2 separate regions of the Hordeum vulgare genome follow, and region 1 is linked to region 2. Evidence: chromatin contacts called from public Hi-C data. All regions are on one chromosome and are shown on one strand. The core of a region is the stretch at or near the end of the contact, and the rest is flanking DNA. Distances in the headings are between cores, read along the strand shown. Region 1 has its middle 9.9 kb from the start of LOC123397712. Region 2 has its middle 13 kb from the start of LOC123395383.

Region 1 (6,389 bases), core at 1,763-4,262, 150 kb after region 2:
TTAAGCCCCACAAATCCCATTTTTGGCATGGAGCCCTCATTTGAGGTATTAGGCACTCCTGCAAAGTTTCAACTCCATTGGACAAACTTTTCTATGTAGAGTTTCTCTAACTTCAATCTGGACATAAGGGGGTTTGCAACTATTTGGTGCCCTTAATCATCTTGGATCAAGGTGAAATTTTATATGGACACCAAATATGGCTTAGGGATACCACTAGCATTTTCTAGGAATTTATTGAGAATATTTCCTTTGTAAATATTTAAAAATGTCAAAACAGACAAAAGGGGTTTTCAGGGTTTTACTCAAATAATAATAATACAAATAGGGGTTGAAAATCTTATGTATGGAAAATATATGTCCTTCTGATCATCTCCAATGTTTCTCAGATTTTTCTAAGACATAGAAGTATATTTCCATATAGGAATACCATTTGTGGCCTCAGAAATGGACATGCAATTAAACTAGAAAAATAATTCATAAAATAATTATTATATGGTTTTGGTTCTCTAAAATGGTGCTAGAACTAGATCACCAACTTTGGGTAAGAACACTCCTTGCCATCAAGGACTTGTAGTGCAACCCAAAGCAGGGTTTTGCTTTAACTAGAAATAATAAAAAGGGTTTTGAAAATAATTAAGTAATGAGAAATGTGGTTTTTAATATCACATGATCAAGCATACAAGCATACAATGACAATCATGGCACTCACAACATTAGTTTTGAAAAAGTTTTAATAAACTCAGATTTTTGAATTACAGAAAAAGTGGTAGTGAAAACAGGGTGTGACACCGACTCTCGCTACCTAGATCTTCATATCATAAACCTCATGTTCCTCCATCTATGCTTCGAGGCCATGTCTGGTATTAAGATCAACTTCGACAATAGTGAAGTTATAGTTTTAGGGTACTGAGAGGACGAACAATAGTGGATTGTGAATAATCAGAACTAAAGGTTGTCCCCATTTCCCATTGCATACTTTGGAATATCGCTCTGTGATCCATAGATACCCTTGAGTGAATTCGGCCCACTTATGGTATGAGTCGCGTCTAGGTCAAGATCTTGTTGTGGTTGTCTTATGTCCAAAGGGAGTAAGGTCGTGCTACTCCTCCCTGTCTAGTATCCCCATGTATATGATGGGGTTGTATATCCCGTCGGGGGGTAAATAACTTCTTAGATAATGAATTTTCCTGCTTCTTTTGGCAAGTGGCACATTGCTAGTAGAAATAGCGAAGTGGGATGATATATGTGTGCCTAAGTAGCTGGGAGGGACTCGCATCCTTGTGTCCCATCACATGAATGTTGCCCTTATGCTTAGATGGGTCTAGCGAATCCTTTGCACGGACGGGGCTATGGTTACAACTTATTCATGCTAAGTAGAAGTAGGGTTGACCCCTCCTAACATGCGAACATAGGGAGGGTTCTCAATTCTAGAGATCGATCCATCCAGAGGATCAAGCATGAGATCCACAATGGGCTCTCATACGTTTCCATTAGCAATGGAGAAGGGACTGTCTTCTTTGACCCTGGGTGGGAGGGTCTCCGCTATGTACAGAGTTCCCAAATGTGTTTGCTATCTGCTTGAATCATTTGATATTGGTCTCCACAGCGGCCCATGATGGCCATTGGAACTTCTTGTTTCAACGAACATTTGAGCCCGGGGAGACCACGGGGTGGGCCAACTTGTTGGTTTCCCTCTCTTTGGTGCTTGCGGACTATCCCGACACCATTTCTTGGTCGCTGGCCCCCACGGCGATCTACTTGGTTGTCTCCTCTTACCATGCCTTATTCCATCGGTCGCCCCTTTCTTCGACTCTTCTACTATGGAAGGCTCCCATGCCTCTCAAGATCAAATTATTTGTTTGGGAGTTGATGCAGTTTACCTCCCATCATGGACAGAGGTGATCGAGCGATATGGCCCTCGAGATGGAATGTGCCCCTTTTTGTGGTGTTTTGGAGACTGGAACACACGTCTTATTCTCTTGCACAACAGCACAATTCCTTTGGGGCTTTGTCCATGAGGCTCTCGGGGGCGAATGTAAGGCCTTGGACATGGCTAGGTTCCTTCAAACATGTGCCAACCAGATTGGAAGGAGCAGACGCCTCTTCTAACTTGTGTTCATGGCACTAGCTTGGACCTTGTGGACGAAGCTGAAGAGGATGGTTATTGAGCAGGTATTCCTTAGGCGGGCCTCTGACTTTATTTTTAAATTCATTGCATTCTTGCAGCACTAGCACCCACTCTCTAGATAGTAGGATCGTGGCCAGCTTGGCCACATGATGAATGTGATGACTAGTGCCGCACATCGTGTGGTTTCTTCGTAGACCTCCAGAGGTACTAGCCACTTAGTGGTTGTAACGCCCCGACCAAGCCCATCTGTTCAACCATCGGTTCCTAGTCATTGTTTCTAGGATCTAGATTGGCCCCACAAACCAAGTAATCTTTCATATGCATTTCATTCTTACACGTGCGCACCTCGGGTCAACTTCTTAGTCGATCATTCATCCTTAAATTGTTAAGCCAAACACTTTTAACTTTTTAATTGACTGTTGAAGAAGAAGATGCACTTTATTAATATGACTAGTTTATCATTTCTATTAAGCCGGATGTCAGAGTGTTTTTTCCTTTCTTTTCTTTTCTTTTATGGTTGTTGTTTGGGCGTGTTGTGATGATAGAGTATTTTTAATTCTGTTGTGGCAATTGATGTTGTATTGACATGATAATTGTTTGTTTTATTTATAAAACCGGATGATGAAAACCTGATTAAAAAACGACACAGGATAGGAGAGGTGGGGGAGGAGAGGTAGACTGGGAGCGGATGTCACGCGCTAGTTCCATGGCAAGATGCATACATATCGTCCATCGTAATACCATTCGGAAGTACTCCTAGCAAGCTTTGGGGAGGCACGTGGGAAATAAATACCCCAAAAGCGACTCTTGTCCATGGGAACAGGGCAACCAACGAGCCCGGGTGACGTGGAGCTCCCAACGCCCACGAGACGCGACATGCGAGCACGGCGTGTATCATCCATGCGTGGCACACACTGACACACATGCAGCGCTAGTGACCCACTTTAATTGTCCGATGACCCCCGCAGTAACTGATGTGAGCGGTAATGCCTGGATGCATAGACACAATCCTGTTCATCACAGGGCCTAATCAAAGCTGAGATCTTGGTTGATTTTATCGTGATTATTAAAAAGGAGCCATGCATGCACGTACTCGTACAGGGGTATTAGCCAGGGACTGTTCTCTCTTTGACTTCTAATAATACGAGACGTGTTGATTCTATCGTGATTAATAAAAAAGAGCCATGCATGCATTTGTCATATAGGGGTGTTAGTCAGGGATTGTTTTCTCTTGACTTCTAATAATACGGGATGTGGAACATTGACATTGCTGATCTTGTCCGGTTAACTGGGGTCTCTCATGTGCCGGTGCTAGCTTATGGATGCAGCGTCATGCGTGGGACTTCCAACATATACAGTCAGGATGATGCAGTGGGTCCGGTTACTAGCAGAAGAGGATGCACTTGCGTTGCAATAGGACCCAAATAATTAGATTCACTCCATACAAAACGTTGGCCGCATTTACTCCACCAATTTGGAAAAGGGGTCTTGGAGAAAGAAAAGAAAAAACATTGTACATGGGAGTCCCTAGACTTATCTGAAACTAATCTATACTCTTTTTGTACATGATGCTTAAATGTCCATTATAGCAAGCGGGATGCCCCTACATGTTGTATTAAGAAATCTTGTACTTCTTCATTGTTGCACCATATATGCACGCCGACAGAGCTAATTTGAGATCCCTTTACATGATAATACATTGCATATCCCTTGCACATAATTAATCCACCAGTTAGTGATTGTGTGTGTCGCATAAACTAGCCATGACTTTGTGTAATGGAATTGCGGGCACACTTAGAGAGCCTAATTTAGTGCATTGACATTCCTCTATGTCATTTATGACTTTGTGTAATGTATGACGTCTATATCTCCACTTTAGCAGCAGTAGTGGTAATAGTTGGCTACAGAAATGGATTACAGGTCAAAAATCCTAGCAAAACAGGTCGTCACGCACACGGCAATACAAGAGAGATGCACTTACAAGATCATAGAATGCTTCAGTCCAAGATTTTGGTTGGCCAAGGTGTTTGATCCAAAAAACATCATCCATGTAGCAATTGTGAGCTCCATAACATGTAGCAACGACTAGTTAGTATATTTGAAGTGCAACAGGCAGGTGATGTTGGACGGGTTTAAAGGTGAGAAGTAACTAGGTTGAGACGGAGGCTTGGCATCGTGGGAATCAGGTTAGAGACGTTGAGGTTGTTTCCGTTGTGATGGTCGTTGGGGTCTTGAAAGGAGATATGGGACCGTGGATGAGGGCATTTGTGAAGCGACTCTGGTAGGGTGGACGATGAAGTGAATCTGAGGTCGTGGACCAGTTCATCGGTAAAGCTCTATCTTTGAGTTATAATCTTTGCTAACCGTGGAGAGGAGGTACGTAAGATGAGTATATATAGGCCCATCAATGAAGGGGGTAAGTTGGGAGTGAAAGATACATGGCTTGGGCCCAACTTGTGCTTATAGGCATGCCTCGAAGGATTCGAGTGCTCGTAGGTGCGAGGGTCACTTCAAGGTGTCTCCGAGGGAAAACAGGGGGCTCCGTAGTTTGGCTCGGAGCCACCTCACAGGCTCCGAGCTGCACTAGAAGTGTTGTAGTGAGGACCGAAGGCTCCGATAGTGCTCTGAGTTGCTCCGTCTCCTTTGGCTGCCCTTGCCCACGACTTTGTGGTGTCTCCACTTCCATGCTCCCCTCTTGGACGATGTACTCAAACCCTTGCGCTTGCAGCACTCCACAACGTGTGTGATGCTCTTGAACGCACATGCACAAGGTAAGAGTGGAAAGTAGTACACCATCACGCATAAAGAAGAAGATCCACTTGTATATGTATGATGTGTTTGTTTCTTGGCGATGACGCACTTGACGTGGTGATGTTCACAGGATGCTCACATCATGAAGTTGGTGCAGTTGACATATTCATCCATCATCATTGAGGAAGTAGTTGATCAAATATAAGAAGTCATGTTGAGGAGCTCCCCAAAAAGTTTATTGCCCCTCACCGATGCAGGTTCACTAGAGGTGATTCCATAGGTATGCCCTCGCATGCACATGGTCATCGGACGGGGAAATTCGAGAGCAACATAGCAAGAGTAAAACAATGACACTGGTGCATATGTGCGGAGCATGTGCATTTTGATGGGTCATTTCTATGGTTTCCTTTCTCCACCTTCAATGACATGACTCGGTAAATTATATTAATTACCCGGTTGAAAAAATAAAATAGGTCCCCACGATGTGGAGGCCTCGAGCCCTTGCAAGGGAAAGGGGTCATCACGATATGAAATAGCTCCTTCTAGCTAATTAGGCTATAATTCTGGCTAACTAAGTTCTAGTTCTAGATAATCATACCCCAGGTTTAGTTAATTATACAATGGATGTTTGATGACCCACAAGTATAGGGGATCAATCTAGTCCTTTTGATAAGTAAGAGTGTCGAACCCAACGAGGATCAGAAGGATCTGACAAGTGGTTTTCAGCAAGGAAATATCTGCAAGCACTGAAATTATCGGTAACAAGTGATTGTGTGGTGAGATGATTCGCAGCAAGCAACAAGTAACAAAAGTAGCAACGGTGCAGCAAAGTGGCCCAATCCCTTTTGTATCAAGGGACAAGCCTCGACAAAGTCTTATAAGAGGAAAAACGCTCCCGAGGACACACGGGAATTTCTGTCATGCTAGTTTTCATCATGTTCATATGATTCGCGTTCGTTACTTTGATAGTTTGATATGTGGGTGGACCAGCGCTTGGGTACTGCCCTTACTTGGACAAGCATCCCACTTATGATTAACCCCTCTCGCAAGCATACGCAACTACGAAAGAAGAATTAAGAGAAAGTCTAACCACAGCATTAAACTAGTGGATCCAAATCAGCCCCTTACGAAGCAACACATAAACTAGGGTTTAAGCTTCTGTCACTCTAGCAACCCATCATCTACTTACTACTTCCCAATGCCTTCCTCTAGGCCCAAATAATGGTGAAGTGTTATGTAGTCGACATTCACATAACACCACTAGAGGAAAAACAACATACAACACATCAAATTACCGAACGAATACCAAATTCACATGACTGCTATTAGCATGACTTATCCCATGTCCTCAGGAACAAAAGTAACTACTCACAAAGCATAATCACATTCATGACCAGAGAGGTAATGAGTAGCATCAAGGATCTGAACATAAACTCTTCCACCAAGTAATCCAACTAGCATCAACTACAAAGAGTAATCAACACTACTAACAACCTTACAAGTACCAATC
Region 2 (6,140 bases), core at 1,276-3,775:
CCGCCCAGACATGGTACTACGCCCTCGAGCAGGACGAGGGCGGGATGCCTTCATGGGAGCGCTTTCGCGACCTGTGTCTCCTCCGGTTCGGCCCCCCCATACGTGGGAGCCGCTTGGCCGAGCTTGGTCGCCTTCCCTTCACCACCTCGGTGCAGGACTTCGCCGACCACTTCCAGACGTTGGCCTGCCATGCGCCTGACGTCACGGCTCGCCAACGCGCCGAGCTCTTCGTCGGCGGCCTTCCCGACCACATCCGCATCGACGTTGAGATGCGCGACCCCCAGGACCTGCAGACGGCCATGTATTACGCACGCGCGTACGAGCAGCGCGCCAACGCCCTACAGCAGGCATTCCCGAGCCGCGGCACGCGTTCCCCGACCCGACCCGCCCCGGCGGCCGCCACCCTGACACGCCCCGCCCTGCCGGCCGCTACGGCGGCTGCCCCCGCGCCGACACGCACCTTCCGGCGCTTGACGTCGGCCGAGCAGCTCGAGCGGCGCCGCAAGGGCCTGTGCTTCAACTGCGACGAGCCGTATGCGCCAGGTCATACGTGCGCCCGCCTGTTCTACTTGGAGACCGTCGACGACGCGGAGGTGGAGGCCCTCACCGCGGAGCTCGACGCCACCACACTCTCCGAGGCCGGCGTCACGACCTACGGGCCGGTCGACGCGACCGCCTTCGTCGTCTCCCTTCATGCCATGGCTGGCATCAAGACGGCAAAGACGATGCTGCTTCCGGTGACGATCAACGGGGAGCTTCTGACCGCGCTCGTGGACACGGGTTCGACGCACAACTTCCTGTCCGGGGACGCCATGCGCCGCCTCGCACTCCAACCGGCGGGCTCGGAGAAGTTCAGCGTCACCGTCGCCAACGGGGACCGCCTTGCTTGCCAGGGGGTGGCGCGGCAGGTTCCCGTCCTCATCGGCGACGAGCCGTTCTCCATCGACTGCGTCGGCATCGACCTGGGCTGCTACGACTTCATCCTCGGCATCGACTTCCTGTCCACTCTCAGCCCCATCCTTTGGGACCTCGATGTGCTGTCCCTCATCTTCTGGCGCGAGGGCATCTTTTGTCTATGTACATCCGTATGTAGTTTATAGTATAATCTCTAAAAGGTCTTATATATTTAGGAACGGAGGGAGTACTAGTCTAGTCCATGCATGGCTTACTGGGTCACGAAAGCGTACATGTCCTGACTATAAATCTCCACTGTACATACACATGCAGGGTTCCCAAATTTGCATGAATTTTACAGGAATTCGTAGGTAAACAATCAATTCTGACAGGGTTACTGCAAAAATTGTGATTAAGATTTTCGCTTTATATGCTAGAGAAAAATGATGGTAACTTACAGATAGTTAGAATTAAGTTTCAAGTACGGACGCACAAACGAATATGGTGGTTCAGATTTTTGGTTTATGAACACCAGGCAGCATGTAAAATTGTAAACCAATTGCTTGGCGTTGTCGAACTACATTTTTCACAATAAGAAATACAATGTTAAATAAAAATAATTAAGAATGGGAGGAGGAACTGATTGGTACGGACGGACAATATATCAGTCGCATGAAAAGTTATGTATAGTGTGAGATTCTTTGGTCCAGATGAACCTAGATTCAGCAAAATATTTCTAGCCTATTAAGTGTGAATCGAACTGTAGTATCATTGGTGTCGTTCCCTTTCTGAAGGCGTTGCTGTTGAAGAACTTTTCTCGTTGTTCTTATGGTGTCAAGAGATGATTGGTGCGGATGGTTGTTGTTGTAGTAGTTTGTCAATCACTGTTTTGATCACTTCATCTCTTTTTCTTTTTCCTCGTTTAGGCATAGCTTTGGTGTTTTGTCGAAGTGTTTATCTGTGTGTTGGTCTTTTGGTTATGTGCATCCTAACTATACAGAGGTCGGGCCTGTGCTCCTTGTGTTTTATACCCTTGATGTTTCATTCCGAGTCAATAAAATCCATCCTTGTGTCGGAGATTGTTTCAAGAGAGGATTTGGTAGGTTAGGTATAAAAGAGACAGTAGAAGGTTGGTGCATGAAGATTGAAGAGAAGAAGATGGAGCAAATGTTATGAAGCTTATATATATATTTATGCTATCCGGAGATCGAGCTTGCAAATTGCAAGCGAATGGAGCCCCCAAGTCCCATACATCCCCAGCTAGACCTTGCTCCCCAGTGAATCGTGATCATGAGTTCGTGACATATAACGAAGATGTTTTTCCCAAAAAAGAAAAAAAAATGTGATACCTAGATTTTCTGTCATATCGTAGTACTAGGATACATATTGTCCTTGCATTTTTTTTTCCTACTAGAGCATCACGGGGCAAGTGTGAGCGGGAAAAGTAACAGTCTGGCTGCTCATGTCCAAAATCCCACAGGCGAGGCGAGGAACAAGGAAGACCTAGAGTGGCAATTCGTTGGCGACATGGACGTCACGGTATGGCACCGTATGACCCAGGCCAAGCCTAGCCCTGCTTGCTTCTCCGACAGTAGGATACGACTGTGATGTTCCCCTGTCCAGTCCAGGTGGTCCAAACTAATCAGGTACTCCTAATTAACCAGCAAGTAGGAGCGGTAATCAGGGCCCTGTGGGGTGGCCCCCCACAGCCCGGATCCCCAACGCCTTGACAAGGAAGCGCCTGCGCCGATCCACGAGAAGATCGCCGGCTGGGGGCTAACTAGTAGCTAGGGACCGCCCGTACATATCCATGGGTACTAGTTATAGCACTCCCACGATGACATGTTTAACCAAGCTCCCATGTTTAACCAAGCTCCCATGGCTTCTCCTAACCTGTTTTGTTCTTGTTTTGGTACCCGTACTAGTACTCCCTCCGGCACAGTTTACAAAAGCATGCATATGTACCTAGGTTGTTAATTTAATTTATATAAAATATATTATTTAACATAAAAATCATATCATTATAGAAAATAAAACATTTAAAGCTTCTAATGATATATTTTTTATAATGCATGCCTCCCATTAAGTTAGTCAAATTGACAACCTAGATACATATGCCGGGCTTGTAAATTGAGACGGAGGGAGTACTATATTTCCTTTGGACGAATCATCATCAATCTATAGCCTAGTTAGCCAACCTACTAACCTTAGCTCGGGCACAGCTGAAAAGTGAAACCCAAACGTGCACGTTGTTGCTTCACGACATGGTGACTGGTGTCAAGTCGGCATAAGATTTAATGGGGGCCATGGAGCTCTTTTTCGCGCAATTAACACTCTGTTCCCCCACACGGTGGTGGTCCTCGTTAAATCACCCATCGCATTTTTTTTTTATTTTTTTGGCACGATGGAGCCGCGAGTCCTCTTCTCTCCAGCCCAGCCATATGTGTCCTTTAATATACGGATGTCCTAATGCGTAGCAAAGTGCTGTCTCGAAGAGGCATATATGGCAAATCAAGTTGGTTAACACGCACGTTGCTCTAATTTCATTTCGACCTGCCGAAGAAAGTGAGGGGAGTGTGTCTTGGCTGCAATCACGGAGGCGCGTCCTCCCGTTTGCTCGACATCCTCTGGACCGGTCCTCTTTTCCAGTTGGTGCAAGCTATACTTTCCCACGGAATTATTGCTAAATGCAGTTAATGCGAATGCATTTGAGAAGCGATCACGGCGCCACAAGGATTTGCAGGGAATGCATAACTGCCAGTGCACTACTACTACTATGTTAAACATATTTTCCTGTAGGCCATAAGCCGGCCCATCCAGGGTTGTTGGAACCCGGATAGCTAGAGATAGAACTGCATATTGTTTAGATCTTCGCTCTATTACTTGTACTCGAAGATACAATCTTAACTGTACGCATCTCGTGGGATATGCCTCATCCTATCAATAAATACTTGTACGGTCCTTTTCGAAGGGTAGAACGCTTCCATCATGTTTTCTACATGGTAATGAGAGCATCATCTTTCCCTTACGTTCTGAATCAAAGAGAAAAACCCATCTCCACTGCGAGCACTCATGGCGGCCTCCACTTCCACTCAAGCTATCTTTATCCTTGGTTCTCGGGTCACGGAGAAGCTCACCACGGAGAATTATCTCCTTCGGGGGTGTAGATCGTTCCACACTACCTCGGCGCCGATCTCTATGGATATGTTGATGGCTCCATCACCATGCCGGAGAAGTTTGTCATCACCAAGGACAAAGAGGGAAAATATCGGGTGCTTCATACGATGTGTGGGTCAGGCAGGACCAACAGGTCCTCGGGCACATCTTGAACAATCTATCAAGGGATGTGCTTGTCTCCGTTATCTCCATCTGGATGGTCGTGTGCCATCGCTCGGTAACATGTTTGCCTCACAATCTCGTTCACGTATACATAACATTTGCATCTCGCTCGCCAATGCTAAGAAAGGAACTCGGTCTGCTCTGGCTTACTTTCCTCGGATGTGCGGCCTGACGGACAAATTTACGGTGGCTAGGAAGCCGCTGGATGAAGATCATCGTGAGGCTGGACTTGGATTACAATTTTGTGGTCTCGACCCTGGATGCCCGCACTGAACCGGTCACTGTCGACTTTCTCTACTCCCAAGTCTGCAATTTTGACAAACGTGTGGAGCTCTTCACTGGTGGCAATGGCGGCGGAGGCTTCAAGTCCTCTGCTAACGCCGCTGCATGCCATAGTGGCCCGCCTCCCTCTTATGGCAAGTCCAAGCAGAAGCAGAGCGGTGGCGGCTACAAAAAGAAGGAAGGTATAGGTGGGCGCCCTTTCTACAAGAACACGAAGGGTACCCGGTCTGGTGGCAGTTCTGGCAGCCCAAGAGGTCCAGGAGGGCCTGGCGGTCCACCACCCGGCAACAACCCAAGGGGTAATGACCCAATCGAGTGCCAAATTTGTGGAAAATTTGGCCACATCGCCAAAGATTGTTGGTACAGGTTCGATAATGATGCACTGGAAGAGAAGGTTGTTCGCTACCCAATATGGGGTGGATACAAACTGGTACGTTGACAGTGGAGCGACCGACCACCTCACAGAGGAGCTAGAGAAACCGACGGTGCGTGACAAGTATCGTGGACAAAGCTAGATTCATGGCGTCGATGGGTTAGGTATGAGAATTTCTCATATTGATCATTCACTATTACAAACCTCTAGTAGTCCTATTTATCTTAACAAAATTCCTGATTCTCCTCATGCAAGAAAAAATCTTCTTTCCGTACATCGAATTGCTTTAGACAATCATGTATTCCTTGAATTTCACCCCTTTGTCTTTTTGATTAAGGACCAAGCAACGAGGAGAGTGCTCTACAGAGGTAGATGTGTTGGTGGGCTTTGTTCGTTGATTCCTCGCTTTAGGAACTCCAATAAACAAGTTCTTTGTGTCACTGTCGTGGTAACGAGCCTGGCAGTAGAGGTGAGGGGTACGTAAGGAGAGGGCAGAGTCCTAGCTACGGCGAGTTTGTACACACGATGTATGAGTTCAGGCCCCTCTTGTGGAGGTAACAGCCCTACGTCTCAGTGCTCAGGAGCTCTTGTTGTGTGGAATACGTGTGTTACATGGGGTACGAACCCTTGTGCCAGAGGGGAGGGGTGGCTTATATAGAGTGCGCTACCCCTCAACAAGACCGGACAACCAAGGGTTCGATTAGTGGAAATAAAGGCGTATGTTACTGATAACGTACGTAATAAATGTTACTTATGACGACCAGTCGAATGCCCGCTTGTCGGGGATACTACCCCGGGGTGTACAAAAGGCAGAGATTATCATTCTCCAAGACAATTAGGGGGCCGCCTGCCCCCAGGCCGGCCGGCGTTAGCCGACCCTCCCACATGACCGACTGGAGGTAGCTGGCCCCATCAAGCCATGCGCACGGTCGGCTGGCAGTAGCCGGCCCTCCTTTCCAACAGTCGAATGCAGTACGGCCGACCGACTGGCTAGTAGCCGACCGGACGGACTGCCCCGTCCCATCGAGTCGTATAGCGGTACACAGACAAGACAACACCACATGGCAACAGTGACCCTGTCACAGGCTAGGGCCGTAGCGGGATGATGGCATCGCGAGCATGGCTACAGGGGGCCTAGACGACCCCGACGTTGGCTAGACGGTGCGGCCCTGTAGCCCTCGTACCTCCCGCGCACGCATCCTGGCGACCCGAGGCATAAACCCCTGGCGGTGCAGGCCAGCGGGCCACATGA

The links. A called contact is a pair of places that touch in the nucleus more often than the background predicts.
Region 1: a contact with region 2 is called in a Hi-C map of leaf, with 4 times the contacts expected there. The contact joins two enhancer-like sites. A contact is called at or near these places in 3 of 6 Hi-C or Micro-C datasets (all in leaf) and 1 of 1 datasets of contacts at active chromatin or transcription factors (embryo).

Annotation. Positions count from the first base shown.
Region 1 is chr5H:314,744,024-314,750,412 of MorexV3_pseudomolecules_assembly, forward strand. No RefSeq gene overlaps it. Among protein-coding and RNA genes, the nearest start is that of LOC123397712, 9.9 kb to the right of the region's middle. Within about 2 kb of position 3,013, at least 2 of the 3 cell types and tissues checked have open chromatin away from gene starts, as enhancers often do. A contact at or near this core is called in leaf, where this site is marked.
Region 2 is chr5H:314,594,281-314,600,420 of MorexV3_pseudomolecules_assembly, forward strand. No RefSeq gene overlaps it. Among protein-coding and RNA genes, the nearest start is that of LOC123395383, 13 kb to the left of the region's middle. Within about 2 kb of position 2,526, at least 3 of the 3 cell types and tissues checked have open chromatin away from gene starts, as enhancers often do. A contact at or near this core is called in leaf, where this site is marked.